Linked DNA regions of Hordeum vulgare: region 1 is linked to region 2. The links are chromatin contacts, called in public Hi-C maps. All regions are on one chromosome and are shown on one strand. Each heading gives the region's core, a stretch centred on a gene start, on an enhancer-like site or on the middle of the called end of the contact. The rest is flanking DNA. Distances are from core to core; before and after follow the strand shown.

Region 1 (5,448 bases), core at 971-3,470, 790 kb after region 2:
TGCATGGAGACAGAAGGAAAATTGTGCAGCCACAATACGGTGTAGACGGGCAAGACACAGTCTAGCTGGTACCGTAATACTCCCTCCGTTCTTAAATATAAAATCTTTGTAGAGATTTTATTATGACGTACATACGAAACAAAGGAAATAAATATATACTTTAATATATGTTTATATACATCCACATGTAGTTCGTATTAAAAACCTCTAAAACAACTTATATTTATAAATGGGGGGAGTATTCGCTATCGGCGCACGACAAGATCGAACAGAGCCAGGTACTGGTACCGCTCGTCCGCTCCACTACCGCAGGTGTCGTGATCAACGTGGGTGCAACTGCGATCTGCTTCCTGTGGTGGTGGAGGCATCACAACGGTACGGTGTACGCTGTGCATGTACCAGGCCAAGACTTTATTTTATGTGGTTGTTGTTGCGAGATCAAGGGTGGACATGCATGCGTGCGGCGTGCATGCATGCACGGTGATGGCGCGGCATGATCGTGCATGTGGGTGCATTCCTCTCATGACCTGATTTTCAATTCCAGATCTCCAATGAACCAATATATATACCACGTACTCCACTATGTAGTACTCCCTCCGTAAAGAAATACTATAAGAGAGGAGTAACCATGTTCTGGTGTTGCGTTTGTCAAGTGTAGTTTAGCTGGAACCATCCCTGGATCGAGATCTGTTTGGACGTACGCATCCAAGATGAGTGGAACAGCGTGTTTCACATCCACCTTGGAAGTTACGGTAGGAAGCTAGTGTACTCTAGCTAGTACACCTGTTGATCTGATCTACATGGAAAAAATCTACTCCGGTTGCCATTGACCAAGAACAATCAACTAGCTAGAGCAATGATCATTATTAGTTACTCCATAGCGACTAGCTATACATATATATACACGATGCTGATTGGATCTCGGCTGTCGTTTCTCTACCTGGCGTACGACGGTACGAGGTGGATGAGACCGGTCGAGGCCACTTGCGCCTCCGCGCGTGGCAAGCAAATCCTGAAGGTGGAGGCAGAGAAATCGATCTCTGTGGCATGGACGATGGAGCCGGGAACGCCTAGCTGTACTACTTTGGCCAAGTGCAGCCAATAGCTGACAATCAACCAACTGAAATTCCAGCCAATAGCTGTTTTGTACACACGTATGTGGAGTTGGCATGCACTCGCACGTGATTTCAGTTACTCCAGATTCATCGAGCAGCATGTGCGGCTGTCTAGTTTTTGAACCGATCTGTTTCTGGAAGAATCGTTTAATTACTATTCTAGTCACAAGTCAGAGCAAGCTAGCTGAGAAACAGGCCAAGGTGTGGGCAATGGTGCAATGCAATGCCACTCTCTATTTTTTTTTTTTTTGAGTGAGTAACTATGGGCACAAGTGGGGGCAATGGTAGTGGTTGATTGATGAGATTGGTAATATACCGTGGTGAAGGAGATGTGATTGTCCTTGGGGTTGATCTCCGTCTTCCTTGGCGGCAAGCTCTCCGGGTCCTCCGCCTGCAGCAGATGCACGCCGATCCCGAAGTTGAAGAGCCTGAAAACCGGCAACCATGTCATCATATGTGGGCTAAGAAATACTCCTGGTACAATATTAGTGCTAGGCCGCATCGCCGGTGCGCCGCCGGACGATCGTATCGTACGTACCATGCGCCGTCGAAGTCGAAGGAGCCCGGGCGGCGGATCTGGATGAAGCCGAGGACGTCGCGGTAGAAGCCGAGCGAGCTCTCCAGCGACCGGCACACCACCGAGATGTGGTTCAGCGACGCCAGCGGCAGAGCCCCGCGACCGCCCTGCGCCGCCGCCGCCTTGTTCACGCCCGCCGACGCCGTGTTCACCATCCTCTCGATCGTGCCTAAAAGCCTTTCCGCCTTCTTCCTGCTAGAGTGTTGTTCTTTTCCGAGGACCGCGCCAACCCACCTGCCGTGTATACCTAGAGCAGCAGGCCGCCTGCACAGTCGTCGTCCCAGCACGAGGGCAAACTCCGTGCGTACGTGACACTACCCGCCGGTTAGCCGCAGGCTCGAGTCGGTACGCGCGTACGTGCGGTGGCGATGAAATGGACACGGCGGAGATTGCCGGCCGGCCGACGTACGTGCGCTGGCTACACACTGCCGGACGCTACGTACGCGCTGCCGGAAAATCGGCTGAGATGCGGGCGAGAGAGGTGGATGGAAGGAAGCTAGTTGGTGTGGGTGTGAGCTGCAAGAGAGCTCGAGGGCCGTTTATATAGAGGGTATGGAGAACTCGCACATGCACCGACAGCTAGGTAGGTGGCTGAAAAGTGTGTGACCATCCCTCGCTCTGATAAACGGCCCAACTATATGAACCAAGGAGCGATCGAACTCCGTATACGCGCGCCGCGGCGCGGATAAAATGCCAGCAGAAACGCTGCACTGCACTCTCCGAACGAAAGGGAGCCAAGAAAGGCAAAAACAGATGATGATGGTTATGAATTTATGATGATGATGTATCAGGCTGTTGTGTGTGCATCATTGCGTCGTGCTCCCCGTTTATAGCTAATTACGCGTTGCCCAGTTGTGTTGTCCTTTTTTCCTTTTCATGATAACCCCACCACCTCGGTACCAAACAAATATTCTCATATTTATTGCTTTTGCTCAACAACAACAACAACAACAACAAACATCTAATCTTCGCACTGAGATTCACCAAAACCGTTTGTGGAAATAGAGGTGCGAACACATACATTACACGGAAAATTGACCCAGCAATGAGTTCCACTCTAACTGACCTACTTGAGCAAGATCGCCTAGTTAATTTCAAGCCAACAAGCCAACAATCAGAGAGCGTTTTTAATTGTTTTCTCTATTTGTGCTTATTGTGTCCTAGAGGTATATATGTGATGGTGGTGGCAATGTCAAGTGGAATAAAAGTCCCACCTCTCAAACCCTATCTTTTCGTGACTGGTACCAAAGAACATGTGGTGTGTTTGGACTATAAATCAATGGCTCCTAATTCGGCAGAGATTGTCATCCAATGCTTCGGCCTAATTAATTTGGCCGTGGTCGATGAACTTTATGCACTGAATTTCCGGTTTCGTTCCTATGTTTGGTCATGGCATTGTTCTTCGATTGTATCGTGGCGAAGAATTAGTGATTCGACTTACACTGCAAGAAGTTTGTTCGTGGCTACAACGCGTCTAGCAGCCTAGTTTTCTTGTCCATTGGAGGTGAACAATGAATGCAGCTATTTTAAAACTTTACGATTAATCCAACTTATGTATATTTGGTCTTCCACGCTTTTCTCACTGGGAATGTGAAAGGAAAAAATCGAGATGTAAAAGGTGAAGCTAAGAGGACAACCCCGGACTATCTTTGATGTAACATTTTGTTTCATCCAAAGCATTTATTGTTTGTGTTTGTTTCACCGTCCAAAATCTTATTTTCATTGTTTGAAATATATAATCTATAAAATCTGCTGGTACTTCGAAACCATTACATCAACTGTATGCTCCCACGCGCCACACGTAGTAAGTGTGTGTGCAGATATGTGCATAAATATAAGGGCAACCACATATATATTCTATATATACTTCCATTGCAGAAAAGAACAGCCATATATTTCTGCACAAAGAACAACTTTATATGTGTGTGTCAGTCAGTCAGTGTGTGTATTTGAAGCACACGCTGGCCGGGATAGGATAGCATATCGCTATCATGTCGGACCCATCTGTGTCCCCCAGGGTTTGGCCATCGACAGCGCACGTTTTTGTCGAGGGGCTATCCGTGTATCTATGTACATGAAGTAGGAGCAAGCAATCAAGCATGTGGAGGTCTTATCGAGTGTGCCTAGCTGCCCCGTCAGTTCACTCCATGGCTGCCAACCCATAGAGCTCCAGCAATGGCTAGTTGCCTACTTGCACTTGAGACCTGAGATTCAATCAATCACTCTACAGCTGTTTGAGCTATATGGAGTTTAGGCCCAAATGTCCCAAAAAGTAGCTTTTTGAGAAAGCAACAAACAGCGTATGGATTTTATCATGTCTAGCTTATAAAATATGCAGTTGTTATTTGGTGACAAGAAAATGTTGGTCCCCTTTCCCTTGCCAACCCTCACATTCCCATATTTTTATCAGCTGATTCTATAAAAACTTCATCCGTCTCAAAATAAATGTCGTTGTTTTAGTATCAAATTTATACTAACCTAATACTAAATTTACGACACATATTTTAAGACGGATGGAGTATAAAATAACACCACGAATCCACCGTATAGGACGAACTGAGCATATCACATATGGTTAGGTTCCTTATGGTGGGAACAACACACGGGAGTTTGAAGTCATAGATGTGGCACTAGCGGTCACATTTTTCACACATTCAACAGATATTTGTTTAGTGGAAGAAGACTTTTCCGTCAACTATGAAATCTTGCATGGCGACGTCTTCAATCTCAAAATGTTGCGCCCACACGATATCTTGAAGGCGCTCATACGGTACAGTGTACGTAAATTTATAAAATTAAGTGTATGTATATATATGAGTATTCACGAGTATTGTATTAAAGAAAAGTTCAAGGCGTATGGAGAGTTGTTCCTGGAGTTTTACGAAAAGACTTTGGTGGTCCTTCCAGGCTCCTTCGAGGTCCTTCCATCATTCGCGATGGAAGCGTGTGCACATTTTTCAATAGTTTCATAAGCACTGAAAAAAAATAGTTTTGCTAAGTCCCCGTCGACTGAAATTTTACTATGTCACAATCGATACTATTATCAATTGATCTTGTATGAAGATTCATATATTTTCTTTTTTTTCTTTTACATACTACTTCCTTCGTTTTAAAATAAGTGATTCAAAAATAAATTAGTTTTGTATCAACTTTAGTACAAAGTTGAATCATTTATTTTGAAACGGAGGTAGCATATCACTTGGTTAAGTCTCAATCCACCGAGACCTAGTCACATTCAGAAAAAAGAAAAAGAAAACAATGAAAATTGCACCCTGGGCATCCGCGCACAATGCTACCGGCCAGCAGGGCAACAGTACATTGCCTGCTCCTCGGATGGTGGGCAGCGGCAACGTGGCCCGCACAGACCGCACAGTCGAGTCCCCTCGGTGGATTCCAAGATTCCGGCAAGCCACAAGGAGCCCTCGTACGCCCCGTGACGCCCAACAGAGCTCCCCTGTGAAAACGCAGAGCATGCATGGGGCATGGCCCGGCCCTCCTCTTGCTGACGACGGCTCCCCTGAACTGCATTCCGTGCCGAACTGAGCCGATTCCCTCGGCGCGCGCGGCAAGATCCGGCCGGCACACCGTCCGGCGCTCCGTACGCCGAGGTGATCAGTGCCGTGCGGGGAGGAGAGCTGCTGTTCCGCCGTCGGTCCGCGAGAGATTCTTTCCCGGCTTGTGTTCTGATCAGTTAAAGTTGTCGTGCAGAGCAAAACGCATGTGACGAGGGATGGGAGTAAAGTGTAGGGTACTACT
Region 2 (5,583 bases), core at 1,299-3,798:
CTAAAATCCAGAACATTTTTGATAATTTAAAAACATTTACTAAAATCGTGAATATTTTTTATATTTCGAACGGGTTTAAATATTTTCTTGTGAATTGGCGACCAATTCAAGAAAAGACGAACATACTTTTTTATATTGGAGGATTTGTTTTAAATTCACAAACATTTTTTGAAACGCATGAAGTTTTTCTAAATAAACAAACATTTTTATAAATCAGTAATATATTTATTAAATTCATGGACATTGTTTTGGAATTTGCAAAAAAAATATAAAAAACCGGCGCTTTTTTTGAATCAACAAACATTTTATGTTTTCGTCAGCATTTTAATTTAAAATTCCTATTTTTTAATATGCAAAAGTTTTTGTAATTCTAAATTATATACATTAGAAATAAAATAAAATGGAACGAAAAATTTTAAATAAAAAAAGAAACTATCAAAACAGGCATTAGCTATTTTCAAAAAATTTGGACATTTTTTAAATGCATTAACATATTTTGAATTAGAAAGCATTTTGATAAATGTCTTTAATAATTTTTAATACATGGAATTGTATTTGAAATCATGGACTTTTCTTATTGTACAAACATTTTTCTAAAATTGCAAACATTTTATTGTATATGCGAGCATTTTTGACAAAACTCCGAACAGTTTTTGAAGTCACAAACATTTTACTTTTTAAATATGTTAATTTATAATTTTCAGTTTATTAAAAATTTAAAGACTATTTGAAGTTCTAAATTATTTAAAATATAAAAATAAAACTACGAAACTGAAAATAAATAACTAAACGGAACTAAAAGCAGGCGCATGTGCATGGGCCGGCCCATACGGTGTACTGGATATTCTTCCAGCATCCAGAGCGTAATATAGGAGGTTTTTACATGGGCTGGCCCAGTCCAAGAATTTTCGATTTGTGAAACGTTTTCTATTACTTACCAGTGGCATGTTAGGTAATTTATGCAAACTTTAGGGGTAATTTCCATGACGGACGACCAGAAACCGTATTTGCTTTATTATTAATAGCAAAATTACCCGTGCGTTGCCACGAAAGAAAAAAAAACATAATCTCCAATGATGGTAACCACATTATGTTCATATATCATCGTTTGATTTTAAAATTTTATGCACAAATGCAAGAAAATGTTTCTTCTTTTAAATTTATTCACAAGTTGAAGCATTCTTTACATTTCCAAAAAATATATATCATGGTAGTAAAAAATCTTGGTAACTCAAAGATTTATCTGAATTTCAAGATTTTGTTTAGCAAACATACAATAATAATTCGATCCATCCAACAGTTAATTCTTCAAAATTCACAAAGGTATATTGTCACAAAGACATAGAAACATTAATGTTTAACTACATGCATTAGATCTTTCGTGAACAATTTTACAAATATGGGAACAATTTTAAAATCGAAAACATTTTTGATAATTTAAAAACATTTACTAAAATCGTGAATATTTTTTATATTTCGAACGGGTTTAAATATTTTCTTGTGAATTGGCGACAAATTCAAGAAAAGACGAACATAGTTTTTTATATTGGAGGATTTATTTTAAATTCACAAACATTTTTTGAAACGCATGAAGTTTTTCTGAATAAACAAACATTTCTATAAATCAGTAATATATTTATTAAATTCATGGACATTGTTTTGGAATTTAAAAAAAAAATATAAAAAACCGACGCTTTTTTTGAATCAACAAACATTTTATGTTTTCGTCAGCATTTTAATTTAAAATTCCTATTTTTTAATATGCAAAAGTTTTTGTAATTCTAAATTATATACATTAGAAATAAAATAAAATGGAACGAAAAATTTTAAATAAAAAAAGAAACTATCAAAACAGGCATTAGCTATTTTCAAAAAATTTGGACATTTTTTAAATGCATTAACATATTTTGAATTAGAAAGCATTTTGATAAATGTCTTTAATAATTTTTAATACATGGAATTGTATTTGAAATCATGGACTTTTCTTATTGTACAAACATTTTTCTAAAATTGCAAATATTTTATTATATATGCGAGCATTTTTTACAAAACTCCGAACAGTTTTTGAAGTCACAAACATTTTACTTTTTAAATATGTTAATTTATAATTTTCAGTTTATTAAAAATTTAAAGATTGTTTGAAGTTCTAAATTATTTAAAATATAAAAATAAAACTATTAAACTGAAAATAAATAAATAAACGGAACTAAAAGCAGGTGCATGTGCATGGGCCGGCCCATACGATGTGCTGGATAATCTTCCAGCATGTAGAGCGTAATATAGGAGGTTTTTACATGGGCCGGCCCAGTCCAAGATTTTTCGCTTTGTAAAACGTTTTCTATTATTTACCAGTGGCATGGTGGGTAATTTATGCTAACTTTATGGGTAATTTTCATGACGGACGATCAAAAACCGTATGTGCTTTATTATTAGGGAGAGATTAGAGAGAGATTAGGAAGAGATTAGGTAAAAGTAAAGATTTTACTTTCCTTAATTAATAGTTTTTCGGCCGCACACGGAAAGCCCAATCCTCACTTGTCCCCTCCGTTCTCAAGGCCGGCCCTAAACCCCTCCCTCCCTCGATCCCTCCCTTTTGCTGCCCCCTCCACCGGCGCGATGACATCTCAAAGGAAAAGCCGCGGCGGGGGGAAGCCGGCCGGTGGGTTCGGGTTCTCCATCGCCGGCGACAAGCGCAAGCGTTTGGCGGAGTACCCCTGCGTGTCGCGCCTTCGGCAGCGGCGACTCCTGATGTTCCTCTTGAGTCACAAATTCACCCAAACCCTTCGAACGTATGTACCTTGAAAATCCCCGCTTAATTGTTCGATTGATTTGATATCTAACGCCTGCATAGCAGTGGATTTGTCTACGAGTTGCCTGATAATTCGTGCGCGCATGCAGATTCACTGGCGAGACGGATGCGTTCATGGATGCGATCCATCTGCACAAACTGGTACTCCACGGCCAGTGGAGCGAGGCCATCAAATATCTCACCCGCTTCCTGCCGTCCGATCATCCGCTGGGCGTCCACGGCCGCGCCCTCTGCCACTTTCTCCGCGTCCACAAAGCTATCGATGACATCGTCTCCGGCAAAAAGGAGGCCCTCTCCGTAACAGCAGCAGTCAGTCTGTGCTTGGACCGCTTCTTCACAAGCAGCCCTGCCCTCAGTCCCTCACTAAGCTCCGCGCCATCTTCTCGTCCCTCATCGAGTCCAAGTCACTTAGGTATCATCCCACTGACCCAATCAATTTTAATTGTTGGACGCAGATAAGCCCCGAACGTTTGGGATTTACCAATGGCAAATCAAACGTTTTTTTTTGTGTGTGGCAATTTATATACGCGAGGGATGGCAAGCTTAGTTGACAAGCATGCTTGTCAACTAAGCTTGCCATCCCCGCGTCAAATAAAGTTGCCACAAAAAAGTTCGTTTTGCCATCATTTCAGTAATTGTTTCTGTCTGAGCCTCAAATATATATGTGTCATGTCGTGAATGCAGGGATTCTGTGGACTTGATTCGCGTGAGGTGTGAGGCATCGTCGATCATGTATGATTTGGTTAGTCAGACTTCAGAGTTGAAAGACTATATGCGCCCCTGCCGCGGGTCAATGAATCCCCAGAACGTACTTCCCCTCGGATTTGGCCACGCTAGGCATGCTACTGACCCCTCCCAATTTATTGGCTCGATTCCTTACTAGCCTGTGACTGTTAGTTTGATTGCCACATCGGCTGTATTTTACTAGTTTATGTCCGAGGCGCCGCGTGAAGAAACAGGGCGGCCATGTCCCGCCGTCTGTGCTTGCCGGGCTTTATCTTCAGAAGAAGAAGATGTATGTGCATCATAAATTTTCTTTGCACGAACTGAAATGCTCTTCACTTTTACTTCTTTCTCCCAACTCTTGGTGGCACCCTAACTAATTATAGATACGTTCCATGCTTTGTGCAGGCTGCCCTCTTTGACTTCAAGTAATCACTTTCAGGAGTTAACTCGTGGTATGATACTATCATCACAGGCCTCTTGTGGCTGCCCTTGCTACCTCCTAATTATTATGCTTGTGCTCTGCTTATTAACTAACAAGTTTTTTCTCCTCTGTCTTATCAATGCCAGAAGCTTCAGTTAAGGCTAAGGAATGGCTGGTGGAACTTGTTGGTAAAGAACTACTCTCTTTTCTAGCTCTATTTGTTGTTTTAACTTATATTATATATGTCAGACTGTATTTATGCCCAACTTCTTGTTGATTAGGATTAGCACAACAACAACTGATAAAGTTACGTGATCTTCAGGTAGAAGTGTGGAAGCTGGTAAGCCGCGTCAAGCTGATCCAGTCCAATCAACATCTAGCAAAGGTAACTTCGAACCTCCTTTCATCTTATAAACCTTTAGTGTTGTCCCGTTTGAAGAAAACAGCAAGTTTAGTGTCATTTCCAAAGAAAAACGTTTGGTTTATGCAATAAGGTATCTTTGCCGGCAGTAAATTGTTCTTGAAGTGCTCGTGTGCTACGCCTGCATAGTACTACCTCTGTCCCTACTGCCAAAGCGTATTATATTTAGAAACAGAGGGTGTAGTTTTGAAGCCACACCTCTAGCCATGTAGCTTATTTCTCTGCAAAATTAGAATGGACTAGCTCAACGATGATGATTGTGCTATCACATTTTTTTTTCAACAGGTGCTGTGCTTTATCATATTGTTTTTGTTATTGCTGCTTTTAATACAGTCTTGATTGGTTACTGTGCCTGTTGTTTGTCCTTCTTTGCAGAAGTTGTCTTATCTATATCTGAACATTGTTTCTCTTAAGTTCTCCGTTGCCATGCTTTTGGTAGTTACTTCACAATTTGCACACATGGGTGGTGTGCAGAATAATTTATAACTGCACGCCTGCACAGCAGCCTCATCATGTTTGATGATGTTCTTTGCACTTTGCTACCTACTTGCTACTGTTTCTCACTTTTGTACTCCTCGCAGGCGCTCCTGACCAGCAGACTAATTTTTTCACTGCCCCAAGGCTCTGTGGAAATTCTCACACCAAAGTGCCGACCAATCTTGGTAAAATAGTTAAACACCCTCAATTATTTATTAACCTGCACGAACCTCTTATCCACAAAATTAATCCCTGACATCATTCTTTGTTAGACCACCAAATGCACATATTTTTCGCCCTGTAAATTTTGTATATGTTGTTGTAAATGATGTTCTCTCCTTTTTGAATTGGAATGATCTTTCTTTTCACGATGACAGTTATATTAAAAGAAGCAAAGGAATGGCTGCTGTATCTTTCTGGTAAATTAGACTCTGCCATGCGTGTACCATTTTGCTGCACATGTTGCAGTTGCACTATAGCAACTGATGAGCTTATGTATCTTCAGAGGAGTGTCTGGAAGCCTGGCCGGATGCGCGTCAAGGGTATCCACTTCAATATTCGAGTAAACCGCGTAACTTCGCCTCTTTCATCTACCAGTTGTCTTGTTTGAATATCTTTAGTCAGTTCCCCTTTCCATCTGGGATCTTCACTACTGCAAAAATTCATTGCATCTTTCCGGGCCATATCTGCACAATATTTTCTCATGTGTCATGTCAACACCATTGACCT

What was found. Hi-C and Micro-C count contacts between places; a contact is called where the count stands out from the background.
Region 1: a Hi-C map of leaf shows a contact between it and region 2, with 5 times the contacts expected there. The contact joins the promoter of LOC123443049 here to the promoter of LOC123443047 in region 2. A contact is called at or near these places in 3 of 6 Hi-C or Micro-C datasets (all in leaf).

What each region holds. Positions count from the first base shown.
Region 1 is chr3H:79,479,831-79,485,278 of MorexV3_pseudomolecules_assembly, forward strand. It overlaps LOC123443049, which reads right to left and starts at 2,221. Exons shown (of 3, transcript XM_045119279.1): 1 at 1,654-2,221; 2 at 1,432-1,543. The coding sequence starts at 1,847.
Region 2 is chr3H:78,693,079-78,698,661 of MorexV3_pseudomolecules_assembly, forward strand. LOC123443047 reads left to right here and starts at 2,549. Exons shown (of 11, transcript XM_045119278.1): 1 at 2,549-2,789; 2 at 2,899-3,221; 3 at 3,494-3,824; 4 at 3,941-3,987; 5 at 4,103-4,144; 6 at 4,279-4,341; 7 at 4,959-5,039; 8 at 5,232-5,273; 9 at 5,360-5,416. The coding sequence starts at 3,823.